3 separate regions of the Sus scrofa genome follow, and all the other regions are linked to region 1. Evidence: chromatin contacts called from public Hi-C data. All regions are on one chromosome and are shown on one strand. Each heading gives the region's core, a stretch centred on a gene start, on an enhancer-like site or on the middle of the called end of the contact. The rest is flanking DNA. Distances are from core to core; before and after follow the strand shown.

Region 1 (4,668 bases), core at 646-3,145:
TGAATCAGTTTGCTTGATTGACGTTTGGGAGCTTCATGACCCCAGGGAATAGGACTCATTACGGTGAATACACCAAAACATCAACCAAGATTAGAACTCTAGATCCTGTTTTAATCCCATTTCAGTCTAAATTATAGTGGGAAATTATAAAATCCAAGAGGAGAGAATTATTCCATCATATATTGACCTAAAGTTTTAATTGCTCCAAGGGGGGGAATAAAAGTGGAAAGCCAATATTCTTTCCATCACTTTAGGACTCGCACTGACAATTAAGTAAAGGGTAAGAATTTGGAAGGGTAGGTACTAAGAATATTTATGTGGTATAAAACAGTTTATATTTATTTGGGGAGACAGGCTGGAGAAATGTATAGGGAGCTTTTGTGCGTGTGTAAGAGAAAATATATAATCCTCCTCTACTGGATAAAAAGTGAGGATCATCAGTGAATTGATGCTAAGAAATGATTAAATGCCTTAAAGCTGGGGTCTAAATTTCCATTATTATTTAGAAGACTTCTCTGTTTCTCAGGAGGGGATTTTTTTTTTTAATGTCAAAATTGTTAAATGTGAATTTAATCCAGGAAATCGGTGAGAGCTGATGTTCAAGTTGGAAAAACAGAATGTGTTTGAGCAAAATCTCTTCTCAACCACAGAAAAGTGTGAAATAGAGTGGGCCCTGTGTTAGGTGGGAGTATAGTCCATTGCAACTTCACATTACAAAAAATGTTGATTCTTCAATGGACCTTATCCTCAAATCTCAAAAACTTGAAAGATTGGAAGTCTTAAGTATTATATATTAAATTTAACTGATAGAATACAGAAAGACAAAACTGTGGTTAAAGATGTTATTATGCTGTATTCTAATTTTCAGCATCTAATTACAGCAAAGGGAAATGTAACAGGAGTACATAAAAGTAGACCAAATATGTTATAAATTATGGAATAGAAAGGATTGTTGCACAATACAGGTTCACAATCTTATATTTTGAGGGGCAGATTTTAAAGAGAAGCCTCTCTGTTGCATGGGAACTGGGAATCATGAGAATTATTTATGCAAGGAACAAAAATTAATTATTAGGAATTCAGTAATCACCAAATAAACTCTGAGCTTTGAGGTTAAAAATAGAAGACTATCTTCATGTTCAATTATACAGTATCAATTACTAATACAACTGATGTTTCAGCATCTCCATGAGACCAGATACCATCTTCTATGGAGATATCTTGGTATTAATTAATGACTGCTTTATTCTCATTATTCACAAGGAAAAATAGGGGTCGTGTCACATTAAAATTAAGATTATCTTAGTTTATCTGGGCTCTTAAACAAAGATCATTCAAAGTAATTATATTTTGAATTAACAAAGGTAGGCAATTTATCTCGGGTTTTTTTTTTTTTTTGGTTCAAAGACAAAAAATAAAGATAAAAAATCAGCAAAATTTCATTTTGAAGATAGAAAGAACCAAACAAACATGTCTTGACTTTTGCAATATTTCCCTTGCTAAAGGGGGAATGAGGGAACTATAAAAGACGTGACTTTGCAAAGTCAAGTCCTTTTTAAAAGACTCAGATCGAAATTCTTGCTATGCAACAAGGATTCAGGTTTGATTAATTTTCTGCAAGCGACGTGACAGCGGTGTTTTAAAAGATTAATTAAAATTGAAGTGATACGGAGCAGGAATTCAACCTGCAGAGGCGTCCCAGGCGCCTTGGGGGGGCTTTGCAAGCGAGTCCCAAGCCCAAACTATGGGCTTTCCCGAGCCTGGGACGCAGCTCCCTGTCTCCTGGAGAGGAACGCGGAATTTGGCAAGGCGCCCGCCTGGCCGCCTGGCATCCCGAGCTGGCCGCCAGCTCTCGGGGGTGGAGACGGGGTGTGTCCCGGGGAACCCGCTGCCTTGAGAACTGCTGGCGCAGCTTTCGATCAGCCAGTGAGGTCCAGGGCCACTCCGAGAGGCCTGAGGAGACTCCAGGCAGCCTCGAGCTGACGGCCCCAGGCTGCGTCCAATTTCCGGGGGGAGGGGACACCGATTTTGTACCTGGGCTCACGTGGAGCCCCCTCCAGGGTCGTGAGCGTGGGAGGCGCGTGGATAGCGCTCTGCGAAGACGCATCCCCAGAGCTGAGGACGTGGAGGGCTCGGTCGTTGGGCTGCGGCTGCCGGGCCAGGGAACCGGCCTGCTGGGCTGTCCTGCCTCTTGGGCTCGGACTCGGGATTCCGGGAGGCCCTTCGCTGCTCTGCCGCCCAGCCACGTCCCCCTACCTTTTCGCTCACTTTCCCGCCCGGCTTCTCCCCTCCCCCCGCATCCCTGTGCCCTCGCTCCCCTCCGCGACGCTTCGCCCGAGTAAGGAATCAGCGGCGTGCAATTGTAACTACTCAAGGAGACACAATCGCGGGAGCTCTCGGGGTCGCGCGCGGCGGAGAGGCGATGCGGGTGGCGCCCCAGAGGGTGGGTGGGGGAAGCAGGGGGCGTTTGTTTGCAATTCGCCTCCCCTCGGCGCGAAGTACGGTGTCCCCTTCTCTCCACCTGGGGGCAGGGGTCCGGACCGTGAGGCCGAGCCGCGCGGGGCCCTCTCTTGGCTGCGTCGGCGGGATAGGTTCTGTGCCCGTGGGTCCCCGGCTGCGCGGTGGGGGCGCCGCCGGGCGGCCTCCCGGCTGGGTCAAGCCTCCGCCCAGCGGCGACGCGGGGAAACCCCTGCCCCTGCGGCGGGTCCTAGGGGACACATCCTGAAAGGATCCCTGGGGGTTCTCCGCGCTGCGGAGGCGACACGGTTTCTCCCACCCCTCCCGTCTGCCTCTCCCACCCTCGTCCCGGAGACCTCGGAGTGGCGAGAAGTGGGAGGGGAGGCGGGTAAACAGAAGGCGAAGGCCTGGGAGCCGGAGCTGGGGGAATCAGGGTCGGAAAGGAGGCACTGAGACGCGGAGAAGAGGCTGTGGGGCCAGGCGGGCTCGGCTTAAGAGGGCGGGGTGGGGGGCGAGGCGAGAGTCCCTTCCCTTCCCATCCGAGTGGCGCAAGGGCCCCTCTTCCCCGGGGAACCCCCACCCAGCAGCTTCCAACCTCGAGAACAAAGGGTCTGGGAAGCACGGTCGGGGTCGGGGAGCAGAGGTGGAGGGAGGCAGGAAGGCAGGCGGTGGGGGCAGGGGAGGGTGCCTCGCCACATTTCCTCTCGCGGCCGAATGACGGAAAGCTCCCTACAGCAAACGCCTCACCGAGGCCGCTTCAAAATCCGGAGGGCTCGGGTTCCTTACCTAACGGCTGCACTCGCTCCCTTCCTCCCCCAGCGTCCCCACCCCCTCCGGGGACTGCGGCCCGGGAGCTGCAAGGCCGGCGGCGCACCGCGACGCGGACGGAACAGCGGGGCAGCAGCGCCTCCTGCAGGTGCCGTGCGCCTCCGCAGCCGCCGCGCCGCACCGGCTCTTAAGGTGGAACCGGCCTCGTTTCCCACCCGCGCGTTCGGCTCTTCCGCAGCAGTGCTTCCACCCGCCGCAAGCCTCGCGCGAGAAGCTGGCCTGGCCACCCCGAACTGTCGGAGTCTGCTGGTTCCTGCTACTCTTTCCCTGATCCCTTGGTCTCACTACCTGCAGGTCTTCGTCCGTGGATGCCCCGGTATCGATTTCGACAACCACAATTGATAACTCCCTGCTGGTATAAAAGGATGCGTAAGTCACGCGTCCGGGCGTAAAGACCAAAACAGCGTTTCTTTAACTGAAGAGCAAACTTTTATTTTCGTTTATTAAAAGCAGAAGGCCAGCGGGAAAGGGTCGCCAAGGGTTGTTGACTTGTCCATGGGTCTTTCTACTCCAAATGTTCAGGATGAGACTGGCCGGTACGGGAATAGCATTTGACGCCCACAACTTGCAGACTCTTGGGAAGGTGCGGGTGCAAGGGGACGGAAAGGCGCTGGGGCCCCGTAGGAAACCCCTCCTTCTTTATCTCCAGGTTCAGCTTACTCTGGCTCCGATGCTTTGTTTATTTGGTGAAAGCAAGGAACCTGTAGAGTATCGAAGAGCAGATTTTCTTTCTTTTTTTTTAACTAAACGTGCCTGTGCGTGTAAACTCATCGTTTCTCGGGTATAAGTAACCTCAGCGAACTCGAGATTCTTGGGGAAAACCTACGAGCCCCGAGCGGGGCACAAACAAGCCAACTCTGGTTCCGGTGCCATCTGCAATAAATTCCTTTCCTCCGCTCTTCCTTCCATGCCCTGGAGAGGGTCCCCCCTGGGGTTGTCCCAGGATTCCTGCACACCCAGGATCCGGAGTCTCCAAGTTGGGTCCCAGAGCCGGTAGGGCGGGGGTGGGGGGGAGGGGAGGCAGCGAAGGCCGCGGGAGGGAAGTTTATGGGCACAGTGGGAACCTGCCAGTGCCCCCGCGCGCAGCCTAGGCCCCGCCCTGCTGGGTTCCGCCCCAGAGAAGCCGAGCCCTGGGTCGGGCCACAGCGGGAGATGCTCGCTCCGGCAGGTGCCTCGGGGTCACACCTACCCTGGGGGTTGCAAACCGCAAGCGAAAGTCGAGAAGGGCTAGAGCTTTCTCTCTAATCCGTTTTACACAGTGAAAACCGCAAAGCTGTCGCCTAGCCGGCCACTTTTTAATTGGGAGGCAAACAGACGAAAAGCCAAACAAACGCTCTGGAGCTGACTCTCTTTCTTGGTGTTTTTCCTTCTCAACGAGAAGCC
Region 2 (4,668 bases), core at 1,104-3,603, 330 kb after region 1:
CCTTCTCCATATTTGTAACATCTTTCTCTGGTGTGAGAAGCCTGGATCCTGTCATCTTCTGTGTGTTTACTTAGTTAACATCCCTCCCCATATGCAGTAAGTCGCATATCACTGCTGCCGGCTGCCCCCTCCCTCACCTCCACCGAGGGAGGCACTGCCATCCTGTAGCAGGGCAATGCAGCTCTCCCCTGCCTTTAATGGTGGCCACATTGATTTTTAGGCTAGCTTAGGAAACAAATGGAAAGATTTCTTATCATTTGGTAGCATAACCCATGACTGCAGTTTTGCTGGGGTTGGTAGATGTGACAGTAAACTAATACTGGATCAAATTGTAAAGTAGCACAGACTAGAATGTTACTGTCTGGGCGAGCATCCTTTGTTGGAGAAGCCCTGCTGGGAGGTCGCATACTCGTGCCACTGAAGTTGCTATTGCTCAGGCAGGTTTAGAACACCTTCTGGGACTGCCTTTTTTTTTTTGGCTGCATCCGTGGCATATGGAAGTTCCCAGGCCAGGCATCAAATTAGAGCTGAAGCTGTGACCGAAACCACAGCTGTGTCAAAGAAGTCTATTTTATCATTATTCAAATCCTTAACCCACTGTGCTACAGTGGGAACTTGGGACTGCTTTTATAACTACTTTATAGGCCAGCCCAGAAACCCAGCCTTGTTAATCTCCTATTGTAGTTCTACTTTAAAACAATCAGAGCTGCTTAAACGTCATTGGGAAAATTATATTATTTTGATGACAACTGTTTATTTATATGCTTGTCTTCTTCCTTCTAGACTACGAGTCCCTTAAAAGTTGAAACTAACTTCATATTGCATAGTGCCCAATGCAGTATTTGTTGAATAGTTCAGTGAATGAATCTTATTTTTGATTCAGTTTTCTCCAGCTTAAGTACTAGATTTAGTTCCAAATGTCTCAAGTTCTTTCCAAAAATGAAATCCAACCTCAAAGTATGAACATTTACCACAGTTGTGAAGAATCAAAAGTATATGTTTCAGACCATGAAGGCAATATCGAAAGAGGAATTTTCACAGAGTTTTGATCAGTCTCAAGAATATATAAATAGTGTTTTAAAGCACCCATTTAGAAGGATGACATTCTTTTATTGTACATATGAGTGATGGTATTTGTTAAAAGATTAGCATCATTCTTTTATAGTCAGTCATATTTTATATGCATCATAAACTAAATGCTGATAGTAAGAGCACAGCCACCAGAAGTATCTCCTTGTGTTTTATCCTTCATTGGTGATGATTTATGATCTGAGCCACCTGCAACATCATATCATACCATTCTCATCACTAAAGAAAGTAATACATGTTGTTCAAGGCAATAATATAATAATTATTGATATAAAATACCCACATTCAGCTCCTCCCCTGAGGATTCTATTTTGTCATTGTTCAAGACTTCTGTCACATCCCCTATTATACAGAAAAGGAAAGATGAATGTAGAACAGAGGCAGAGCCTCCCCGAGGGGTTCAGAGAACAAAAAAATGATCACGTATCTCAGTGTATATTGCTTCTCCAAATGTTTGTATGACTGAAATCTTTAAAAAATTAACAACTTTGGCAATCTCTCTCTCTCTCTTTTTTTGTCTTTTTTAGGGCTACACCTGTGGCATATGGAGGTTCCAAGGTTAGGGGTCCAATCAGAACTGCAGCCACCAGCCTACACCACAGCCACAGTAACTGCAGGATCCTTAGCCCCCTGAGCAAGGCCAGGGATCACACCTGCATCTTCATGGATGCTAGTCAGGTTCACCAACTGCTGAGCAATGGCGGGAACTCCCAACATTGGCAATCTTGAAGGAAGAAAAAAAAGTTGAACAAATGGATGAATGTGCAGCTCAATGTGTATGTTCATGTGTTTGGGTGCGTGGGAAGTGGGTGAATGAAGAAGGTACCATAGACCTTCTTGAGGGGGTAGCTGCCCCACTTCAATCCTTAGATTTGGGGTAGCAGTTGATAGGCTTCTCTGTGTGTTTGCATCAGGAGCTCTTTTAGAGCTCCTGTTGTGTCACCCCACAAATTCTAACTCTGCCTGTCCCCGAGCAAGGAATTAACCCCCATGAACCTTCCTTTCCTGTTTCTAAATAGAATCACGCAGGTTCTTCATGCGTGATTTCATTTCTTAATGAAAGCCTTCACTGAATAAATCACATAAATGAAGGTCCATCAGAGTGGTGTTTTCCTTGCATTTTATATTGTATTAAAAAAAAAACCAAAACAGCCAAACTGCAAGATGGTACTGCTTCCTTTCCACCAACTCATTTTCTTTCCCAGTCCCAGCCCACGCGTCTCTTCACATGGCTGGTGCCCAGGATACTGTCTCAGATAGTCTTGCTCTATGGGACACACTGGCCAGAGTTCACGGGGAAGCTTTCATTCACAGAGGTAGGCTGAGAGAAGCACCTTGAAGGAAAGGTGGGATTTCTAGGCAGAAAAGCAAGAGAAGGTTCTAAGAGAAGGGCATTTACTCTAGAAGTTACCGTGTAGATTTGGGAGTGATAGGAATCAGACATTCTGATGTTTCTATTAAGGCTGTCAGGGCTTAATAAAGTTCCTCATGGAGCCAGAGCCACACAGGCTTATTATGGTTGGATCAAATGATACACCCATCCCCTGGATCAGGGAGCAAACTGGAATCAACAGTGCCACCAAGTGGCACCAGGCTAATCGGCAAGTGGGAACTCTAAGCAGCTTCTTCCAGTGCATTCTCCAGGTGTCTGTCTCTGTCTTTTTCTTTCCCTAAAAATAAGATCAAGTATATTTTCCTTGGCTGGATATAGAGAGAATGATCTGGAGATGAACCTTCCTCTGGCATGTTGCAAAGTATAGATAGACGATTTTTCTGTATTAAGCCATGGAAACTCTTGAAGGCCTGCCCAACTGAGCATGTCCTGGATGGAGATACCTTTGCATATGTGTATATAGGTCATTTATAAAAACAGAAGCGTGGGGCTGTGTGTGTTGGGATTTGAGAAATACGTCCAGGTCCGTTGACCAGGAATGAAGGTCCAGGATGATCAGTGTTACAGGCAATTCGAAACAGCATAGGCAATAAAAACAACTGTATTCAGGAAGGGAAACATTTACTATGCTCTGTGATCTTTTCTTTTTTTTATTTAGAGGATTTGCTTTTCTGATTGTGAAAGTGTTCATTGTAATTCGGAAGACTTGTTATTTTTTAAAAATCAATACATTTTAGTTGCTGTTAAACACTTTGTAACACACCATGTTAAGATTTTTCAGGCTATGCAGAAACCTACTTCATCCTTGCCCATTCTTCTATCATTAAGACAAGAATATATTTCTGCTTACGCTGCTGTGTTCATTTTTAGGTCTACTTTTAGATGCAAAATGTGAGATAAGCTTCCAGCCTTCATTGCTGCTTTTCCCATTACTTGTCTTTTTTTCCCCACCCATGGAACACATTTTCTATATCTGCCCTCCTTTCCACTCCTGGTTTCCAGAATGGTAACTAGGTTGATAGCCAGTGTTCTAGAGTCAGTCTCTCAGTGTCTCCAGCATGACCTTGACTCTGCAGTATTCATTTTACTTGGTATTTTGCCTGTGTGTAGTATTGTTTTCCGAAGAGCTAAAGCACTTTCTTGGGGTCATGAATGGTGTTGGGGAGCCCATAGAGTGGGCTGCTAAAAGGTTTGTCAGTCCTCTTGTGTCTAAGAGGCAAAATCCCAGAGGAGACAGATTTCTTCCCACCTTCTGGGTGTATGGGTGGGAGGGATTCATGAATCAGATGGAAGTGGGCACAGAAGACAAAGGAGGTGAATGGAACCAGCAGAACATCAGCTGAATTCTAACTACGAACATGACAGTGGTTTTATTTTTATTATCAAGAGCAATTTGAAACGTCACTTACTGTGCAGCAAATATGAAGGAAATGAGTAAAGGAGGAAGCTTTTATCCACCCCCCCCTTTTTTAAAGAAAGAAAGGTAGATGAAGCATGATTTTTCTGTACTGTTTAGAACAAAAAGTCAGGTGGACTCTTAACAATCTTCATTTAAAACTTGTAATGTGTGTTACCATTTTGGGTTTGGGTGGCTTTTGTTTGAATACATCATTTTTTGTTGTGATAAAGTAATAACATTTACTATTTCATCATTTTAAGTGTACAGTTCTGTGCGTTAAATATGTTCACATTGCGGTGCAGTCAGCACCACCATCCGTCTGTAGAACTTTATAATCTTCTCAAACAGAAACCGTGTACCCATTAAACTCCTGCTCCTCCTCTCTGCCTGGCCATCGGCAACCACTGTTCTACTTTCCGTCTCCTCGAATTGATCACTCTAGGTGCCTCATGTATGTGAAATATAATATTTGTCCTTTTGTGACTGGCTTAAATCACTTAGCATAATGTTTTCAAGATTCATCTATGTTTTGGCATGTGTCAGATATCCTTCCTTTTAAAGGCTGGATAGTATCCCATGGATTGTATATACCACATTTTGTTTATTTATTCACCCATCAGTGGGCACTTGAGTTGTTTCCACCTTCTGGGTATTGTAGATAATGATGCTATGAACGTGGATGTACAAATATCTGTTGGCGTCCCTGCTTTCAGTTCTTTTAGGTTTATACCCAGAATTGGGATTGCTAGGTCATATGGTAATTCCATGTTTCATTTTTTCCACAGCA
Region 3 (4,668 bases), core at 1,426-3,925, 280 kb before region 1:
GAGGCCTGAGAGACTAGGTTGTCACGGCTGCAGGGATGGATCGGAGCCTCCCCTGTTCCTGAGGACAGACTGGCCAAGCCCAACCAAAGCCACAGCAGGACGCTCACAGAAGACTTTAGGGAACTTACAGGACTGTAAACATCCGGGTAGGAAAGACAGCTCTTTCCTTTGATGCCAATAACAAGGTGAGGGATGGGCCTGCAAGCGGAGGAGGCCACCCAAATTCTTAACAGGGAAACTTATTTGAAAACCCTAATGGCTTCCAAATGTCTACAAAAGTTCACAACTATTTCACTGGAAAGAACTGGTTGAATTTATACCAAAAGTTGGTGTCACTGAAGTACGGTTCATTTTCAGTGAGTAAAAACAGAGTATTTGTCTCATTCGGAGTTGCCAGTTTCAGAAGTCCATCCCCTACTGTGAAAAGCAAAATCACATTTCTTTGTAAGGCACCTCTGCCTCCAATGCCAAGGGCCTCTGCCGCCACCCTGGGGGAGCACCCAGGTATAGCAACCGTCCTGTCTTCTGCGTGGTGGATGGAGAGCTTAAGAAAACACCCTGGTGACTTGTTTTCTCAGCACCTGCACCCAGGGCCTGCTGCACCACAGCTGAGCACACCCCCATGGCCCTTCTGCACCGAAATCCAGACAGGAAGCAGCCCCGGCCCCCCATGTCCATGCAGAGCCCCCCCTTCTCAAGGCCTGTGCTGGGCAACGAGCAGCAGCTGCTCAGAAACTTGTCCGAGCAAAGCTCAACCGCAGGGACCCACAGAGCAGCAGCCCAGCTGCCCCTCATGGCGGGTGATGAGGCTGCCCAGCACCTCAGGTGAGTAAGAAAAGCGACCAAAGCCTACGGCGTCGCACCAGGACGCTGCCCAGTAAGACAAATGACACGTTTAAGAAATGAAAAGGTGGAGTTCCTGTTGTGGCTCAGTGGTTAACGAATCCGATTAGGAGCCATGAGGTTGCGGGTTCAATCCGTGCCTCGCTCAGTGGGTTAAGGATCTGGCGTTGCCCTGAGCTGTGAGGTTGGATCCCGCGTTGTGTGGCTCTGGCGTAGGCGGGCAGCTGCAGCTCCGATTAGACCCCTGGCCTGGGAACTTCCATATGCCTCGGGTTCAGCCCTAGCAAAGACCAAAAAAAGGAAAAAAGAAGAAAAAAAAGGTGCACGGCCAGGTAGTGTTCTGCGTGAGTACACAACTAGGTGAGAGTGAAAACTGAGGAAGCCTGTCCTTCTGGAGGAAGGCTAGTCCTCAGCCTTGGGAGAGACAAGACTTTCCAGAATCAGATAATTATTTTCCCATCAAAAAGGAAGTCACCTCAGGAACCTAAATTTCGCTCTTTAAGAAAGTTAAAAGCCTAGACCAGTGTTCCTTGTTTATACAGTGCTTAATTACTGAGGAGCCAGTTACACAGCTCAGCATGTTCTGGTTCAATTAAGTCTGGGCTAAAGGCTGACCACTTGCAAGGCCCACAAGTGATCCTGATGCAGGCTGAGACCCAGTGCCACCTGGCAGACTTGGCTTTCTCTGTCCCTGAGAGGCCTCTGGTTAAAGTTAACTATAAACAACCAGAATTTCACCTTTCCCAAGGATGAATACGGCCTCACCGAGTGCTGTAATTCTCACCTGGAATTTATCTTCCTTTTATCTCCACTGAGATTGTTTGCCTGCTGTCTGTGCTGCGGCAGTTTGCAGGGCCTGCTCTGTCATGGGGATGACCCTTGGAGTCGCACACAAAGGGGTTTGTTTGCTCCACACGATGTGCAGTCTACTCCCGCGCAAGTTTAAGTAACTCCAAGATGGAACCACACTGATGCCAACGCACAAGGCGCCCAGGGGCCCTGGAACGAACTGACACAAGGCACCATTGGCCTCAGGGGCTTCCTCTTCTCCAACCAGAAGGGGGGGGCCTGGAGAGTGACGTCACCAAGCCAGTGGCCCCCACTTAGGAGAGGACGCCCCTAAGAAAATCCTAGACTACGAGGGTGAGGCTGAAGCCCGGCCTGCACCGCAGAGACCAAGACAGGCCTTAGGAGGCGGTAAGAGGAGCGCTCCACCTGCCCCCGCCGGGCCGCACAGCACCAGGCGGGGGGCTGCGTTTCCCCCGCAGTGGGAAAGAGCCCAGGGTCCCAAGTGGACCTTGAGCCCACCCCAGCACTGCTTCATGGGAACCCCTACTCCAGGGCCCTCACCACCCCCCGCCGCCAGGGTTCTTAGGGGAACGTGCGGGCGGGCCCTCGACCCCCGGGACCGTGGGGGAGGCGGGGAGGGGCTTCCAGCCACCAGCGCTGGGAAATCTGGGCCGACCGAGCTCCTACCTGCAGAGGCCGGGCGGCAGCCCCGCCAGCAGCTTTGCGCATCCGCAGCGACAAGGCGGCGGCACGTCGGAGCCGGAGCCGGAGCCGGAGCCGGAGCCGGAGCCGGAGCTCGGCTTCCCGCGGCTCAGGCCGGGAGCCCATCCCGGGCCCCGCCCACCGGAGCGCGGCCGGGCCCCGCGGGAGGCGCCTGGGAAGCCAGGCCTCACTCACAGCCCCGCCCACGGCTGAGTGTAGCCCGGGCCCACCTGGGCAGAACCGGCCCGCGCGCCTGGAAAGCTGCACAGGCCGGCAAGGCTGGAGCCGAGTTGGGCAGGCAGAGCTGATCATCCGCCGAGCACATCCAGTGGCCCTGTTCAGCCAAGGACCTTAAGGCGCCAGTGGGCCTGAGCCCAGACCACGACGAAGAGCCTTACCTGTCCTGAGCCAGTCCTCCCACTCCTCCCGGGCAGGGGAACTCATTTGCCGCCTCCCCCACTACTGAATACAGCTGCCTGCCCTCAGCCGCAGGGAGCCTTGCCCAGGGCACATGGGAAGCTGTGTAGCCCGTCCCTGAGCCCTGCCTGCGGTGGCACTTAACTAAGGGAGCACAGCCTGTGCCGCCGAGTCAGCAGAGCGCCACCAGGGGCCCCTGTCTGATCAGGGAATTCAGTGCACAGTCTGGCCTAACTAGGGCCCCCCAACAACGAGCTTACAAACCCTGGGTCCCATACTGCCGCTAAGGACCACGGAGGAAAACTAGGTGAGAGCCCAGGTGTAGTACCCAGTCCTGCCTGTCTAATAAATAAACCTGACCAGAAAGCCCAGGCGACAGCAAACCTCACACAGACAGGGAAACAAGCCGGCGGTCCCAGCCGGTGCTCTCAGCAGCACCACCACCCCTCCCCCACCCCTCCGGGCTTACACCCAAAGAGACCCTGATACAGGGGTCATGGTGTAGGTCACAGCTCTGGCTCACATTCGATCCCTGGCCCCAGAACTTCCAAAAAAAGAAAAATAAATCTGTAATTACACAAAAGAACATGATAGAAAAATCAAAGCATACCAAAGCATACTTGTACCCCAAGACATCAATACAGAGTGAAAGACAGCAGGATAAGGAACAAGGAACAGTGGGTCTACAAAACAGCCAGAAAACAATGAACACAATAGCAACAGCAAGTCCATACCTATCAGTAATTACTTTAAACATAAATAAATTCTCCCATCAAAATTAAAAGAATGGCTGAATGGATTCAAAAAACAAACATAATCCAGCAATACCACTGCCTACAAGAGACTTATGTTTACCTATAAGACATAATTAACTGAGAGTGATGGAAACTGTTCAAGCATCAGTAACCAGAAAGCACGGAGAGGCAGCTATACTTATATATCCGACAAAATACACTTTAAACTGGAAATCATAAAAAGAGGTAAAGAAGGTCATTAGATAATGATAAGGGGTCAATCCATAAAGATACAACAACAAACTGAAAAAGACAATCTACAGAATGAGACAAAACATTTGCAAATTATATATCTGATAAGGGATAAACATCCAAAATACATAAAGAACTCATACAACTAAATAGAAAAAAACAAATAATCCAATTTAAAAATGGGCAGAGGACCTCAACATTTTTCCAAAGAAGATTATACAAATGGCCAACAGCTACATGAAAATTCATTTGAAAAGTTGCTCGACATCACTAATCAGCAGGGAAATGCAAATCAAAACCACAATGAGGTCTCTCACCTCATGCCTGTCAGAATGGCTATTATCAAACTACCATCCAATCCAGCAATCTCACTTCTAGGAACATATACAAAGAGAACAAAAACACTTACGTCAAAGAGGTATCTATCCTCCTGTGTGTCACAGCAGCATTATTCACAATAGCCAAGATATGGAAACAACCTACATGTCCATGAATGGACGAAGTTGTTGTGGTATACATGTATATAGTATGTGTGTCTGTGTATATACATGACACATATATACATGTGATGTATGATGGAATATTATTCAGCTATCAAAAGGGAAAGCCTGCTATTGTGACAACATGGATGGACCGTGAAGGTCCTTAAGTCAGATGGAGAAAGACAAGTACTGCATAACTTCATTTGTGGAATCAATTTCAAAAAAGAAAAAGTAAGAAAACTCTAACAGAAAAGAGGCAAGGGGTGAGGGAGACAAAATGGATGAAGGTGATCAGAAGGTACAAATTTCCAATTATAAATTAAGTACTGGGGCTGGAATGTACAATTTGATGACTACAGTTAATCTGCTGTACATGGTACAAAGGAAAGTTAAGAGAGTAAATTCTAAGACTTCTTTTCTCATCTCTAGAAAAAACCTTTCTTGTCTGA

Evidence for each region. A called contact is a pair of places that touch in the nucleus more often than the background predicts.
Region 2: a Hi-C map of omental adipose tissue shows a contact between it and region 1, with 1.6 times the contacts expected there. The contact joins two enhancer-like sites. A contact is called at or near these places in 13 of 47 Hi-C or Micro-C datasets (brain, embryonic fibroblasts, epiblast stem cells and 9 more) and 1 of 2 datasets of contacts at active chromatin or transcription factors (skeletal muscle).
Region 3: a contact with region 1 is called in a Hi-C map of epiblast stem cells, with 2.0 times the contacts expected there. The contact joins two enhancer-like sites. A contact is called at or near these places in 2 of 5 promoter capture datasets (fetal liver and liver), 26 of 47 Hi-C or Micro-C datasets (alveolar macrophages, blood, brain and 14 more) and 2 of 2 datasets of contacts at active chromatin or transcription factors (alveolar macrophages and skeletal muscle).

What each region holds. Positions count from the first base shown.
Region 1 is chr10:53,349,841-53,354,508 of Sscrofa11.1, forward strand. No RefSeq gene overlaps it. Among named protein-coding and RNA genes, the nearest start is that of SKIDA1, 22 kb to the left of the region's middle. Within about 2 kb of position 1,896, at least 52 of the 83 cell types and tissues checked have an H3K27ac peak or open chromatin away from gene starts, as enhancers often do. A contact at or near this core is called in epiblast stem cells, fetal liver, liver and 2 more, where this site is marked.
Region 2 is chr10:53,679,283-53,683,950 of Sscrofa11.1, forward strand. The region is part of intron 2 of NEBL (nebulette); the gene reads left to right. Among named protein-coding and RNA genes, the nearest start is that of C10H10orf113, 34 kb to the left of the region's middle. Within about 2 kb of position 2,354, at least 5 of the 83 cell types and tissues checked have an H3K27ac peak or open chromatin away from gene starts, as enhancers often do. A contact at or near this core is called in liver and omental adipose tissue, where this site is marked.
Region 3 is chr10:53,067,251-53,071,918 of Sscrofa11.1, forward strand. No RefSeq gene overlaps it. Among named protein-coding and RNA genes, the nearest start is that of DNAJC1, 210 kb to the left of the region's middle. Within about 2 kb of position 2,676, at least 19 of the 83 cell types and tissues checked have an H3K27ac peak or open chromatin away from gene starts, as enhancers often do. A contact at or near this core is called in epiblast stem cells, fetal liver and undifferentiated spermatogonia, where this site is marked.